Regions from separate parts of the Mus musculus genome. Here region 1 is linked to region 2. The links are chromatin contacts, called in public Hi-C maps. All regions are on one chromosome and are shown on one strand. The core of a region is the stretch at or near the end of the contact, and the rest is flanking DNA. Distances in the headings are between cores, read along the strand shown. Region 1 overlaps Pip5k1b (phosphatidylinositol-4-phosphate 5-kinase, type 1 beta). Region 2 overlaps Pip5k1b (phosphatidylinositol-4-phosphate 5-kinase, type 1 beta).

What was found. Hi-C and Micro-C count contacts between places; a contact is called where the count stands out from the background.
Region 1: a Hi-C map of forebrain shows a contact between it and region 2, with 2.1 times the contacts expected there. A contact is called at or near these places in 11 of 484 Hi-C or Micro-C datasets (the G1E-ER4 cell line, Sertoli cells, bone marrow-derived dendritic cells and 7 more), 4 of 130 datasets of targeted methods (CD8 T cells, differentiating embryonic stem cells, embryonic stem cells and 1 more) and 3 of 9 other capture datasets (embryonic stem cells, liver and pancreatic islet).

Annotation. Positions count from the first base shown.
Region 1 is chr19:24,297,411-24,304,236 of GRCm38.p6, forward strand. Pip5k1b (phosphatidylinositol-4-phosphate 5-kinase, type 1 beta) reads right to left here. Exons shown (of 15, transcript NM_008846.3): 14 at 6,622-6,736. Among named protein-coding and RNA genes, the nearest start is that of Fxn, 20 kb to the left of the region's middle.
Region 2 is chr19:24,366,322-24,373,730 of GRCm38.p6, forward strand. All of the region lies in intron 7 of Pip5k1b (phosphatidylinositol-4-phosphate 5-kinase, type 1 beta), which reads right to left. Among named protein-coding and RNA genes, the nearest start is that of Pip5k1bos, 46 kb to the right of the region's middle.

The sequences.
Region 1 (6,826 bases), core at 2,656-5,155, 71 kb before region 2:
TCCTTCCTTCCTTCCTTCCTTCCTTCCTTCCCCCCCCCCTCCTTTTTAATGTTCTTGAGATAAATCTTGGCTACACAGCCCAGGCTGGCCTTGAACTTATGAATTATTGATATATTTGCTTCAGCTTTCTACCAGGCTGGCCTCGAACTCAGAAATCTGCCTGCCTCTGCCTCCCAAGTGCTGGGATTAAAGGTGTGCACCACCACCACCCAGCTAGGCTTTTTTTTTTTTAAAGTAATACTTTATATTTGGTACATTTTATTTTATTTTGCTCATATACCTCCTTTGGTTATTATTTCACAAGACATCACCTAGGGGTGAAGTACAGCTGGCTCAGCATTTGCTAGGCATGATATACACACACATCAGAGCTGTAGAAATCAGGGCATGGCAGGACAATGGAACGGAATCTCTCTCACGTGTGCAGAACTTCACAGCTAGTCTCCAGTCACAGAGATCTGACTGCATCTGCCTCCTACATGCTCCAGCTGGAGGTTTTGTTGGGTGGCAGTGTGAGCCTTGGGTCTAGCAGGGGGAAGCAACCAAGCCTGAAAACACTGACTGACTGATTAGAAGCTGCAGAGGTGTGGATAGGTCGGAAGGCTGCAGGCCCACAAACAACTTGAGCTATTGTTAGTCTCCGAGATAGCCATACCTAACTCTGTGTTGAAACGAACATCTAGCGACGATCAGATGAGAACCCGCTGGGATTCTGTTGGGATCTATTAACTTAGCCCCCACAGAGCCCCAGTATCAGAGGCAGATGATAAGATCTCTCTCCTTTGTGTGACCCACCTGTCTGAGGTTTTTCCTAGTGTGTTTTAAAAGTGGTTTGACTTATAATGTTCTTTCTTCTGTTACAATAGAAACTTCAGGAAACTGCTTACATGTTGGAACATGGAATTTAAGGTTTCTTAGGTCCTGGTCTCTAAGATTTGGCTTTAGAATAAACTTTTATCCTCTTTGAGGTAAGAGTTGTGTTTCTGAGTTGATAAAGTCATGGGAACAGGACCTTGAAAAGGATATGGGGACTTGAGCCATGAGGCGAGTGATTCTCCTCTGCTATGTGTGTTCTCATGACGTCTTGCCTCACATGTAGCCAGTGTAACAGAGCCAAGCATCTATGGGCTGAGAACAATCCCCCAAATAAACCTCTCTTCCTTTAAAAACAATACATACTTTGTGAGGGAGTGTATGCGCCCAAGAGTGCTTGTGCCTCTGTGTGTGTGTGTGTGTGTGTGTGTGTGTGTGTGTGTGTGTGTAGAGGCATGCATGCCCTGGCACACATCTGGAGGTCAGAGGACACTTGTGGGAATTGATTCTCTCCTTCCCCTATGTGGGATAAGGGTAGAAAAGAAGTCATAAGGTACGGGAGTAAGTGCCTGTACCTACTGAGTCATCTGGCCTTACCTTTCTTCTTTTTAAATGGGTTATCTCAAGTATTTTGTCATAGCAATACAAACACTTTAGAAGAGTCTGGGTCCAAATTCCCTAGCATTACTCTTAAATAAATGTTAGGACTCCTAGCCAGAAGTACGGTTGTTCTTTCCCAAGGGTCAGGGCAGCAGACTTCCTCTGAGCAGCTTTGGTGTAGAAGATGGGACTGTAGCTGTTCTTGAAGGATTTGAACACTTTGGGTGAAGACATCTATCTGGGTCTAATCTGGTGGAATGTCACTGACTGGATTTTTGAATGTTGGTCAAAACTTGTGGTTTATCTGGTCTCCTGCCAATCTCCTGTGCTCCATCAAAGAGCCCTGTTGCTGCAGCAGGTAGATGTCAGGGAAAAGACTGAGGTCAAGGTCTCTCATTTCAAAACTGTTAGTGCAGCAGTAATATTTTAACATTAATTTCTTTCCAGAGGGCGGGGAGGTGATGGAGGACATCAATGATTCATGCATCTTGATTATTCTACAGGGGAACTTCTGGTACTCAACTGAGCCTGCTGCCAATCTCCGTGGCTCCATGAGCACCTCAGAGCACACCGACCTGCAGCTCCAGGAGTCTGGTTTATTGATTGATTGATTGACCTCAGCTTCTGCTGTACTTGGGAGATGGGGAACTGAATCCAGTGCTGATATCATTTGACAAAGAGCCCAGGCTTTGGTTCCTGGCTGCTTTGTCATCAGCATGAAGGGCTATCCCCAGCCACACTAGAGCTAAGGACATTGTGAAGCCGAAGGCTCACCAGGCCCTGTCTGTGGAAGTACGGAGAGGTAGTGCTGCTTTCTACTGGAGTACACGATGGTTGTCATGGGCTAACCCATGTCCCTCTAAGGTGGAGGCCCCTAACTGTCATTCACCCAGAGTATGGCCTTGTTTGGAGACAGGGTCTTTACAGAGGAGATCTGTTTAAATGAGATGGTAGATTAGGTCCTATTTCATCAGGACGAGTGTCCTACTAGAGCAATGGTTCTTTTTTTTTTTTAATTTATTTATTTATTTATTATATGTAAGTACATTGTAGCTGTCTTCAGACACTCCAGAAGAGGGGGTCAGATCTTGTTACGGATGGTTGTGAGCCACCATGTGGTTGCTGGGATTTGAACTCTGGACCTTCGGAAGAGCAGTCGGGTGCTCTAACCCACTGAGCCATCTCACCAGCCCGAGCAATGGTTCTTAATCAGCGGGTTGTGACCCTTTGGGTGGGGGTGGGGCACAAATGACCCTTTCACAGGTGTTGCCTAAGACCATCAAAAAAAAACCCACAGATGTTTACATTATAATTCATAACAGTAGCAAAATTACAGTTATGAAGTAGCAATGAAAATAATTTTATTTGTTGGGACATCACCACAATATGAATTGTATTAAAGGGTCATGGTATTAGGAAGGTTGAGAACTACTGTTCTAGACACAGGGAGTTTGGACCACACAGACACACACAGAGTAGACATTGTGTAGACCCAGGGAGTAGACAGTTATCTGTAAGCCAAGTAGAGAGGCCTACACAGATTCTCTGGAAATGGAGCTAGGGACCCCACTGACACCTGACTGTGAACTAACTCCCAGTCTATAGAGACACGAAAGAAGACCTTCCTACACTCTAAAGTGACTTATCCTAGTGCTTGGCTGTGACAGCTCTAGCAAAAAGAAACAGTGGCCAGGAGCCCCACGGATTTAAAGAATACTCTTGTCTTTAAATTATCCATATTTTCATTTTATTATATTTAATCCTACTCCCCTAAGCAGGATAGGTCACAGACAGCATAAGGGAGGCCTGGAGCACTGGGTGTTTGTTGCTACTATGTTACACTTGCTGACGCTTCTCGGCCTTTTGGCTAAGATCAAGTGTTACCCTTGCTGTCTCAACTGCAGAAGTGGCATTTTCTATGCTGGATTAAAGGGTCAAGAGGAGGCTTTCCCAGAGACTAAAGTGGGTGAGAAGCGCATGCTGGAGTCTGAGAGATGAGCCTCTCTCCTCTCTGTTTTGCACGATTCTAACTGCAGCCTCCAGGCCAACCTGAGACGGCAGATGCTAGGCCTGTGGTATGAGATGCCTTTGATGCCCAAAGACTCTGCTACCTGATGAGCTGAGATGCATTATGCTGGAAGAATGTGGTCAAGTGCACCAAGAGGAAACAGGTTATTGAGCCCCATACTCACTCTTCATTAGGTTTCAATAGAGCCTTCAGTCACTCCCCCAGACCCATGGGCAGAGCTGCCTTTTCACCAGTAGGTGGCAGCAGAGGGTTTGTGGAAAGGAGGGACACCGATCAGTGAGTTTGTGGCTGTCAATCATAGGGGCTTGCTTTCAGAATCAGAGGAAAAGTGATTCCGACTACCAGTAAACATATGAAGCCCAGAGAGGTTGCAAGCACAGGTAGCGATCTGTCCTCACATCCGCTCTGGGAGCAAGGCACTGTGGGTATGTTGTGTTCAGACCCAGGGCCTCTAGGAGGTGACACATTTCTGTTGCTTAAGCCACACAGTTTGTGATAATTTCTTACAGCAGGAGAGTAATACAGGCCAACAAACAAAGGAAAGCCAGGCCTTCAGGCTCCTCCCCTGGACCCCTTCTCATGTACTGTCAGACTTGGTCAGCTTTGTTTATATTTTTAAATTTTATTTTATTATTTTATATGCATACGTATTTGTCTGCATGTGTATCTGTGCATGTTTGGTGCCTGGAGAGGCCAGAAGAGGGCACTAGATCCCCTAGACCTGGAGTAACCTAGACCTGGGAATCCAGCTCCCTCGGGAGAGGCAGTGGGAATGCCAGAGTTTCCAATCAACACCCCCTGGGGCAGCCGGTACTGGCTTAAGCAGGTAAAGATTAGAGACCCTTACTGATGCGGTGTGGCCGGGGAGGCATCATTCACCTCCAAGCCTAAGGATTCAAGTTCAGAAACTCAGCTTCTTTTTGCCAAAGCCCCTGCTTTGAGTTTTCTAAGACCCCTGTGACCTAATTTGTTGAGCGTTTGTCTTGGTATTTTCTCAGGCTTTCCTCCCACACCATGGCGTGGCAGCTGTTTATTCAACCACGCTCACTTCTTTGCCACCCTTCTTCCCATGATCAAAGGGTAGCATTAACAACCCCAAACACACCGAATAATCAAGCTGTCCAAGGGCTGACAGTAGGTCAGCACACTAATCTCCAATACTAGTATGGCAGAGAATTGGGGGTGGGGTGGGGTTTAACTGTTTCTTTTCCTTACATGCAGTTATTTTTGCACTTCAAACAGCCATTTTGCAGAAGCACTTTCACAGATAAAGGGCGTGTTATTGAGAGGATGCTAATGTGGCCAGTGTAAAGGCAATGGGATTGAGTAACAGAAGGAGAGAAGTCGCTGTTGGGTGGCAGCCATCCTTTAGATTTCTCTGTTAATAAGAATGCAATTCCTTCACCTCTCACTGACAACCCGTTCCCTGGGAGCCACGAAAGGGCACTCTCTCCCACTCCATTTCCCAGTGGGAATGGCTTTTTGTTGGTTCCCCTCCCCAGGCAGGCTGCCTTAGCATCCCAGGGTGACAGGCAGCATCGGGGGCTGATATCCACGCGACCATCCCGCTAGGAGAACGGCAGAAGCTCGCATTTCCCATCAGTGCGGCCCACTCAGTTCTGTTGTTTGCTTTTCAATACCCCAATCTGTGGCTCATCAGCTCAGCATTCAACAGGAAACATCTTTGGTCACACTGGATAAAGCCATCTTAAAAAACCATCTCCCTTGGATTTGAATATTTGCAAATGAGCCAGGAAGCCGAGGGGTGTACAGTGTGAAGGTGAAGGACCTCTGGAAAGCAGTGTTGGGCGAAACATTGGTAGGACCTGAATTAAATGCCTGAATACTGAATGATGAAACTGTTATCTCTCCTCAGAGGTCAACCATCCTTTTAAATTCCAGTTCAAGTTACAGAGAAAAGTCACAAGGCCTCTGTAAGCCCAAAGGCACAACTTTGGGTGGATCCCTAAAAGGAAATCTCAGGTTACCCAATACACACAAATCAATGTGGTGTAAGTCTGCATATTTCACAGGGATATAAATTAAATACTTAGTTTGGATCAGTTGACCACAAAGTGGGTTAGGATATCACTACTAAGAAGGAAACATCGAATCTTCAAGGGAAAAGCCTCACAAGAGACCTCACACTACACTGGGTGACGTCACCAAAGAGAATGTCATCCCAGAAGCCTTCAGGGCCGTTCAATTAAAGATGGCTGGGATAGAAATGGTTGGGATCCAGAGCTTTCGAATTAGGTCAAAAAGAAAGGAGAGAGAAGTTGCGCAGGCCAGACTGGATTTTCTTTATCATTCTTCCATAATGTAGAGGCAAATGAAGTCACTGATGGGTAGGCAAGAAGCTGAGTCTTCCCAGTTGTAGGACAACATTAAAAAATAATAAAATATCTCCAGCAAGAAAGCACACCCCAGAACTACAAATTAATGGTGTCTAATGTTCTAGACGTATTGCCTTAAAGTTTAAGTGAACCGTAATGCTGTGTGTGTGTGTGTGGGGGGGGGGCGGTTAGAGAAACTGCAGAGTTTGGGGAATGACTGTCCCTTCTTTGGAGAGCCAACCGTGTGCGACTGACTCCCTCTGATTCAGGATGAATGAGCCTGTTTGAGCTGCACAGGGCCATCAAGAGCATTCACTAATCCATTTAATAGATAAGAAGACTGAAGCCCAAGGAGACACCAGGAGCCGGCTCCTCTGATCGACAACTCATCGGGCTTTGCAAGAGGGGAAGAGGGTATCTTCAAAGCCTAGACAAGCTTGTAGGGACCACTAGCAGGATCCTGGGTTGCTGGGAATCCAGCTCTATCCGGAGTGGCAGTGGGAATGCCTCTGCTTCCAATCAACACCCATCTGGGGCAGCCCGTACTGGCTTAAGCAGGTAATGATTAGAGACCCCACTGATGCCATGTGGCTGTGCAGGGTCACTCAGGGGACTTCTCCTCTGGTTATATTTGCTGAGCTAGCATTAACCTATCAATTCTTGCCAACTTTGGAACAAACTATGGGGGTGACATGGCTTGGGAAGATTTGTGTCCTGTAGAAGGGACAGGAGGCAAGCATATCTCTAGAAGCCACAAGCATGCCTGGCTTTAGTCTTGTGTAAGTCAAGGTCCCAAGCCATTTGCAAACAGGCTGCTGAGAGGAGTGGGAGAAAGCCACTCACTAAATAGACGTCCAGCACAGAGGCATCATCCTGCAGGTCCAGGGTGTTTGGCTCAGCCGTCAGGTAGATGGTCCCCTCTTCCAAGGTGAAGGTTGAACTGGAAGGTAACCCTTTGCTGGAAAAACAGAAGTGAACAGTCAGTTTGTGCCCTGCAGAACGGAGCCAAAGACAGGATGTGGTGGCGGGTTCTGGCCTTTTTTAAAAT
Region 2 (7,409 bases), core at 4,865-7,364:
TCTATGTATCTATATATATATATATCTATGCATCTATGTATCTATCTATCTATCTATGAATGTACCTATGTACCTATGTATCTATCTATCTATCTATCTATCTATCTATCTACTATGTATCTATCTATCTATCTACTATGTATCTATGTATCTATGTATCTATGTATCTATGTATCTATGTATCTATGTATCTATCTATCTATCTATCTATCTATCTATCTATCATCTATCTCTCTCTGTGTGAATACGTTTGTTCTAAAACATAGTCTATGTGGTCCAGGTTGACTTTGAACTTAAAAACCTCTTGTCTCAGTCTCATTTAAATTTCTCTGTGACATGCTATTTAAAGTCACAAGCAGCTACAAATATGATGATGATGATAATGATGGCCACACTTCAGTTCTTCAATAGGATGAGGAAGTTATTTCTCAGGTCTGGGACAGGCTTCTCCTCCCCCAGTTCCCAGTTTCCTTTTTCTACTTTTTTCTGTAGAATTTTTTTTAAAGTTTCCATTTGAATGAAAGGGAGGGTTATAAAAATTAGAACTATGGCAACCCTTCAGTTTCTGTAGCTAATGAGAATTTTCAACAGCTGCTTACCCAGGACTCACTGTCACAGAAGTAGCTCCCAACTGTTCCCTGTAACTATGTCGCATCTCAGAGAAAAGTCTTGTTTAAATGCTTGTAAGAGATCCTGGTCACAAATGCTGCAAGAGTTGGCAATGTGTCAACCAGTTTTTATTATGTTTTTCATTAAGCTTTAAGAACTAAATGTCTGCACTATTTATTTTTCTTGTAATCCATCACTTACCATTACTCCACCCCACCCACTCCTCCCTCTTGGAAGCAGGCTGTGAAAATTCAATGGTCTTGTTCCAAGACCACCCCCAGTTTTCTCAAGACCCTACCCCCATAGCTTATCACCAGAGTCTGAGGACCAGGCACTGTGGCCCTTTACCCTTTGATAACTAGTTAGATTATAATATAAAGTTTTAATTTTAGTGTCTGTCCCCATTGTACCTACAGGCTAAGGGAGATGATGGAGGACCATGGGTTTCCGCTCAGAGGAACCTGGGTATGAGGCCTAGAGGCAGCATTTTAAGTTCAGCAGACTCAGGAAGCTTAATTTGTGTAGTCCCCATCTGTCAAGAGCTAGCCTGTGCCACGTATTTCTTAGTTTCATTATAAGGACAGAGAAAAACCTACCTCTAAGACTGAGCACTGCTTGATTCAAAGTAAACTCACAAGCAGCTTTTCTAAGGCAGTGTATGAGCTGAGCCTAGGAACAGTGTCTTTAATGTCCAAGAATCATGTACTGTATGTATATTTGATGAATTCATAGTAAATATTGTGTATTTAAAGAGTTAACTACTTTGGTATCTATAAATTATATCTAACATAGAGTCTTTTTTTTTCTACCAAAACTTAGATAAGCTGGTTTTGCAAAATACTAAGAATTATATGTGTGGCTTACACTGACTGAAGTATCTTTTGTTTGGTAGAAAGTTGGGAATGAGCAACACAGAAATGCACACACACACACACACACACACACATTATAGTTTCTCTGTCACCATCCCACACTAACCATCTGTCCCCTCTGTTACTATCAGCAGGATTCTCTTGCCAGTCAGCCACACGCACTGAAACTAACCTTCATCAACTGGATCAACTGGCAAAAACTGGGGCATGAACAATCGTAACATGTAGCTAGTCTTTAATGAGACAATGAGCCATCATCTCATCACGACTGGGGAGAATGAGAAGAGCACACAGTTGCGGCTTACTAGGCATTTGCACATCCTGGTCTAATGAGCAGTATAATTTAGTATGGTACAATATGTAAAGGTGACATGATAGATTGACTTTGGTTCCCTTTCAAAACAAATCATGGGTTGGCTGTCACTAAAATCCGCTTGTATTACTTTAATGACTAGGTAAGACTCAGGTAGGCCAAAAACAATTGCCACTGTAACATCCAGGGCTTCACTCGAAGGTGACACTGAAGGAGCAGCCAGCATGCCATGGATGGAAAACTAAAGCCACTCGGTTTCTGTTCTCACAGAAGTGCCTAGCAGCAGACTTTAAAATACGATCAATAATTCCTGTGCAATGGAGACATACTACTATTGAATGAGGCTACTGAATGGTTTTGGATCAAGCAAGCACTCTGAGAATTTAGTCTCATGGAAATGCTTGTTATTAGAAACACATCTGAAATTCCAAGACCTTACGCTTCATTGCATCAACACCCACAGGTCTATTATCGGCTACTATGAGCTGTATGTTTTCTCAATTCCCCTTTCGGGTCTTTTTCTAATACTCTCACATTGTGTCTCTGCTGGTCTCAGCCTTGGCTTTGGTGGAGTACATACTCAGGTGATGTTTCAACAGGAGACTTAAACATACACTGACAGACAAAAGCAAACAAGCAGTGCCGTCAGCATACACTGATGGAGACGAGGATAACACAGACCCAGTTTATCGGAAGGGAGAACAGGCAGCAAGGCAGGAAAAGGTGAACCAGCTTTTTATAAATGTAAACATGTCCTTTTCATAGAATGCGGTAATAGCAGTCGATCATTTGTCCCAGAGGAATGCAAAATTGCACCAGGTAAAAATTGGGACAAAAATTTTCACATTTTAGCTTACTTGAACCATTCAAAAACTAACCCCTCCCCGCCCCTTATTCTTTAGCAGGTTAGTATTAAACTCGTATATCATATCACAAAATACCACTCAGCAGTAAAAAAAGAGCAAACTATTGATGCAGAATCTGACCTGCATGAGCTCAAGGGCATCATAATAAGTGAAAACCACCCTGGAAAGCTTCATCCTGTTGGAGCATTTTTTTTTTGTAGTTTTTGTTTTCTATAGTCCAGGCTGGCTTTGAATTCCTAATTCCTTCTGCCTCTTCCTCCCCATCCCTCCAGCACTGTGACTACCAATATATCAACATGCTCATCTCTGTACAGAATATTCTTGAAATGCCAAGTTATGGACGTGAAAAAGCATGCACGGTGGTATGAGATGGGGAACGGATGTGAAGGAGGGAAGAGGCTGAGGCTAGGAGAGGGTGGTGGGAGAGACCACAGAGATGGAACTCTACTGTCCTTCATCCTGGTAGGAGCGGCTACATGAATCCTTGTGACCCTGCTTATGTAGGTTCATAACTACATAACTGCACAGAACCGACCCCCAGAACATACATGCACATATGTAACTGGAGAGATTAAGAAGTCTGAAACTTAGCAGTAGTTCACATTCAGGTCTTTCTCCTGGCTGTGATATTGTACTGAAGTCATTTAAGACACTACCATTGAGGGGACCGGAGGTGAAGGTGTATGTGATCTGCATATGACTGTCTCCAACTGTTGCAAGTGACTCCGTAAAAAAGAAAAAAAAAAGAAAAAAAGAACTTTATAGGTGGAAACATTTAGATTCCTTACAAATACACTCTTTTTTTTTTTTTCCTTCCTTTTGTGGTTGTTCTCAGTAAGGGCTTGGTTCTCAGTAAGCCAGGTGTCTCCAGCTTACCCTAGCTCAGACCAGAGGGTGGAAGATAGGATGACGCTGTTTCCCACAGACTCAAGGGATTCCTCCCAGCTTAGACTATCTTTTACTTAGAGTTAGTTTTATTTGTTTATTTGCCCAACTACTCTGAGTTAGATTTATTCTTGTTTTTTTTTTTAACCGCACGAAAGCAACTAATACTGTAGATAGCAAAACTCTAATGTAATTTAAAATAGTGGAAGAAATTGCGTATAGAATTACAGTGCTTGCAAAAATCTATCTGGAAAAAAAGAATTCATTTGTCCGTTCTTTTTTTCAGGTTGTCTTTGAAGAGAAAAAAAAATACGTATGGTGATAAATGACCCTAATATCTGCATTAGAGGCTGAGGCAGGAGGATCACCAATTTGACACTCCTGTGATACATAGAAAGAATGGATGCTCTAAACCCCAAACAAATGAAAACATCAACAAAAAAACGCAGACAAAAGCCACCCACCTCCAAACTCCCTAAATTAAATGCAAAAAGACAGGAAGCACAGCTGGAATAGAAACACCAACCCCAACACCAACTTAACACCAAATAAGTCATATTGCAGCCTGCTCAGACGCAAGCTCACGGCACCCAGTCTGTAAATCAGGAGCCTGCCACACGGGAGTGGCTCATTTTGCTCATCAAAATGTTCCAGTAGAAGCTGGTTTCATTAAAGTCTCAGGGCCTATTAATATTTATGATAACAGTGATTTGTGGGGAAAAGAGAAAATCGATTCCACGCTCCTGAAAAATTAATAACTTTGCTGCTTAACAAAGAATGATAATAAATGTAAATGACTCATTTAGGCCATTAATTATCCAGACTGTCTCTGATATGACTCCCACTCGAAGGAGTAAGAAATATTTAGGTTATAAACACGAGTTCCCAGTAACTGTCTTTGTCATCATTTCACTTTTCCCTAGCGCACTCCCAAAATACTGCAAGATGCAATAATTTGTCAAATTTATTAAATGACATGGGACTCTAGATTGTTCATAGATAAATTACACCAGAGGGGGCGGGGAATAATCACGGTAAATTAAAAAACAAGTGCAAAACAATTTAGAACTGCTTTTCCAAAATTCATACGTAAAGATTTGATGACAAATCTTGCCGCGGTCAGTTTGTGCTACATTCCGGGGGGCAGCAGCAGCGTGCTGCTGGGGTGAGGTGAGGTGAGGTGAGGTGGCTGCAGAGAGGGCTGAGGAAGGAACATTGGCCTCTGAGACACTTACAGCTGGGCTTGTGGGGATTCGAACTCAGGTCTTCACACTTGCACAGCAGGAGTTTCACCCAAGGTCCCACCCTCTCCCCTCCCCCTCCCCCCATCCCACCTCGACTTCCTACAGTACTTCCACTGACAGATGCACGAAGAGGAGACTGAGTCTCCCTTGTCACCCTGTAGATTTCCCAGCCAGCAAATCTTCCTTCCCTTTTGACCCTAACATTAAAGGTCCAGTAGCAAGCACACCTAGGTCTTGCATTATAAGCAAGCCTTTTCACCCGAGAATATAAACAGCTCCACAGTCTCTTAAGTAACATCAATTTCACCTCTCCCCCACCCCCCGAGCCCCCCACACATCCTTTAAATAAACTAGCTTAACTCTTCATTGTGCCAAATAGAACCCAGAGGGGCAATCTGTCATTTGGATGTAAAATTCTGATACGAATCTGTTTGTTGATCACACCAGTCTACTTCACTTCCATTTTAATTTTGAAGCAGATAGCCATCTGCCCGAGGAAAGGAAAAAAAAAAAGATTGTTTACTGGAGGTTTTCTCTGTTAAATTAAGAGGCTTACAAATCTCTTAATTTAAAACACCAGGGGGAGAAGGACACATACCTAAGGGAGGCAGGGGTCAACGTCAAATCAAGGTCTGATGATCACTACAAGGCTTCCATGGGAAAAAGTCACTGAAATATAAATACACTTCTGCTAAACTAATGACTCAGTATGAGGATAGCCAGTGCAGTTCTAATCCCAAGTGACTCAAAGTGGAAATCATCTGCCTTATTAAATTCTCCATGCCGTTTCTGGCACGCATTTCAGCAAAACGGGATGTTCCCTCCAGAAGGACTGGAAGTAACTGGAAACACAGAAGTGCATAGAAGACAGATTTCTCGGAGTGGCACCCATGCCCGCCTCTCTTTATCCTCAGATATTCTACTTATTATTCTTTTGTTCAGACACAGTTTCCAAGAGCTATTTGCTAATTACCCACTGAGCGCAAGCATGTAGAGACAAAGGCCGAGGCTTGATTCTCAGGCTTAAGGATCTCTTCATGAGAAAATAACAAGGTATTAAATATCTCATGAAGGAGGTGAGGTGGGGAGGAGCAGGAAGCGCCGCACGGTGATCTCAGAGGAAGGGGTGTCCCAGTAGTCCTGAGATGAGTAAGAGAGGGGGAGAGAAGAAGACAGGAAAATATGGTCTGGCAGAATAAGCCAAGAGAGTAAGGGGTACGCTAGGGGCCACGGGTTGAAAGTTAACGGCGCACTGAAATGAGCAAAGAGGCTATTGAAATTGCAGATGAATACCCAGAGTTTCTACGAAGGCAGATCCAATAAGGTGGATTCATGTGGTAATCAGGAGGCAGACTGGAGGAGGCATGGTGATTTACTGCTGTGTGCAGAGCGTGGGAGAGGACGGAAGAAAAGACAATTAAGAATCAGGGTGCTGCTCTGGCCAACTAGCTACCTGATGGTCACGCTGTCTGGACTGGGAAAGCCAAGCAGAGTACAGACTTGGGGACGATAGCACAATGCATGGAAAAGCAGTTTTCACAGGGATGCTCAACTTGGTTTTTCTATTACGCCGAAGCCCACAGAGAGTTTGGATTTCTACTCTCTGTTTGTGACAGCAGGTGACCCGTGATGTACGGGCAGTCTTCACTGATCTTTCCTTGAGATAGTTTCACTTATAGAAGTGGATAATTATCATGGTGATGGAGTCTGAGGGGAAGGGAGTGCCTCGAGAAAGGGGACCAGTTATTTACATGTCCACCTTTCCTCATTCGCAGCTAGTAACATGGGGGCCAGGGGAGGTCCCAGAACCTAGACGATTACATTTGGAAAAGGCTCTTAGGGTCCTGTATGGGAACCAGACTCAGCAGGTTTGAAGTATACAAGATTGGTTTTTGAGAAGAGTTTCGAGTGGTGTACGCACCATGGGATGAAACTGGTGAGGGACTGGCCATCACAAAGGGAAGGCTGACACACAGGGGTTCACGGATCACTGGGTAATCCAGAAAGAGAGATGGGGCTTTTAACCAGAGTGCTTGCTTGTATGCTGAGGTCATGTAGCCCACTCCAAAAGACAGTCCAGACAGGACGCTTTGGGTTGGAAGCAGGGAAGCAATTCACAGGAAACAGGAGGACAGCACAGCCCCAGCCAGCTCAACAAGTCACATAGGAATCTCCCAACAGCACTCAGGCTAAATGGAATTCCCTGGTCTGAGACCTTACAGCAGAGTGTATATGAAAGATGGAGGGAGGATGGAAAGCTGGGGAATAGATCAAGCACACAGCAGACTTCCGGTGCCTGTTCAGAAGACCACAGAGAAGCTGGGGGTAGGGGGAAACTGCTGTGGGTTCTTTATTTTTTGTATTTGTTCAGTTTTAGTTCACGGTCCACAGTGATAGATTTAATAACGACATTTTCATCTAATTGTATCAAATACGGCCATGCTCATCCCCTTCATCATCCTCTCTTTCCTCTCCCTCTTCTTTTGGCCGACCGATTTCTGAACCCCAAATAAGCGCCCCCTCTACCTCCACATCATGCATGCATGTATATATTCTAGATTGCGCACATGAGAGGAATATGCAATGTCGTTTTTAATCAGACTCATTTTGCTTAACGGGA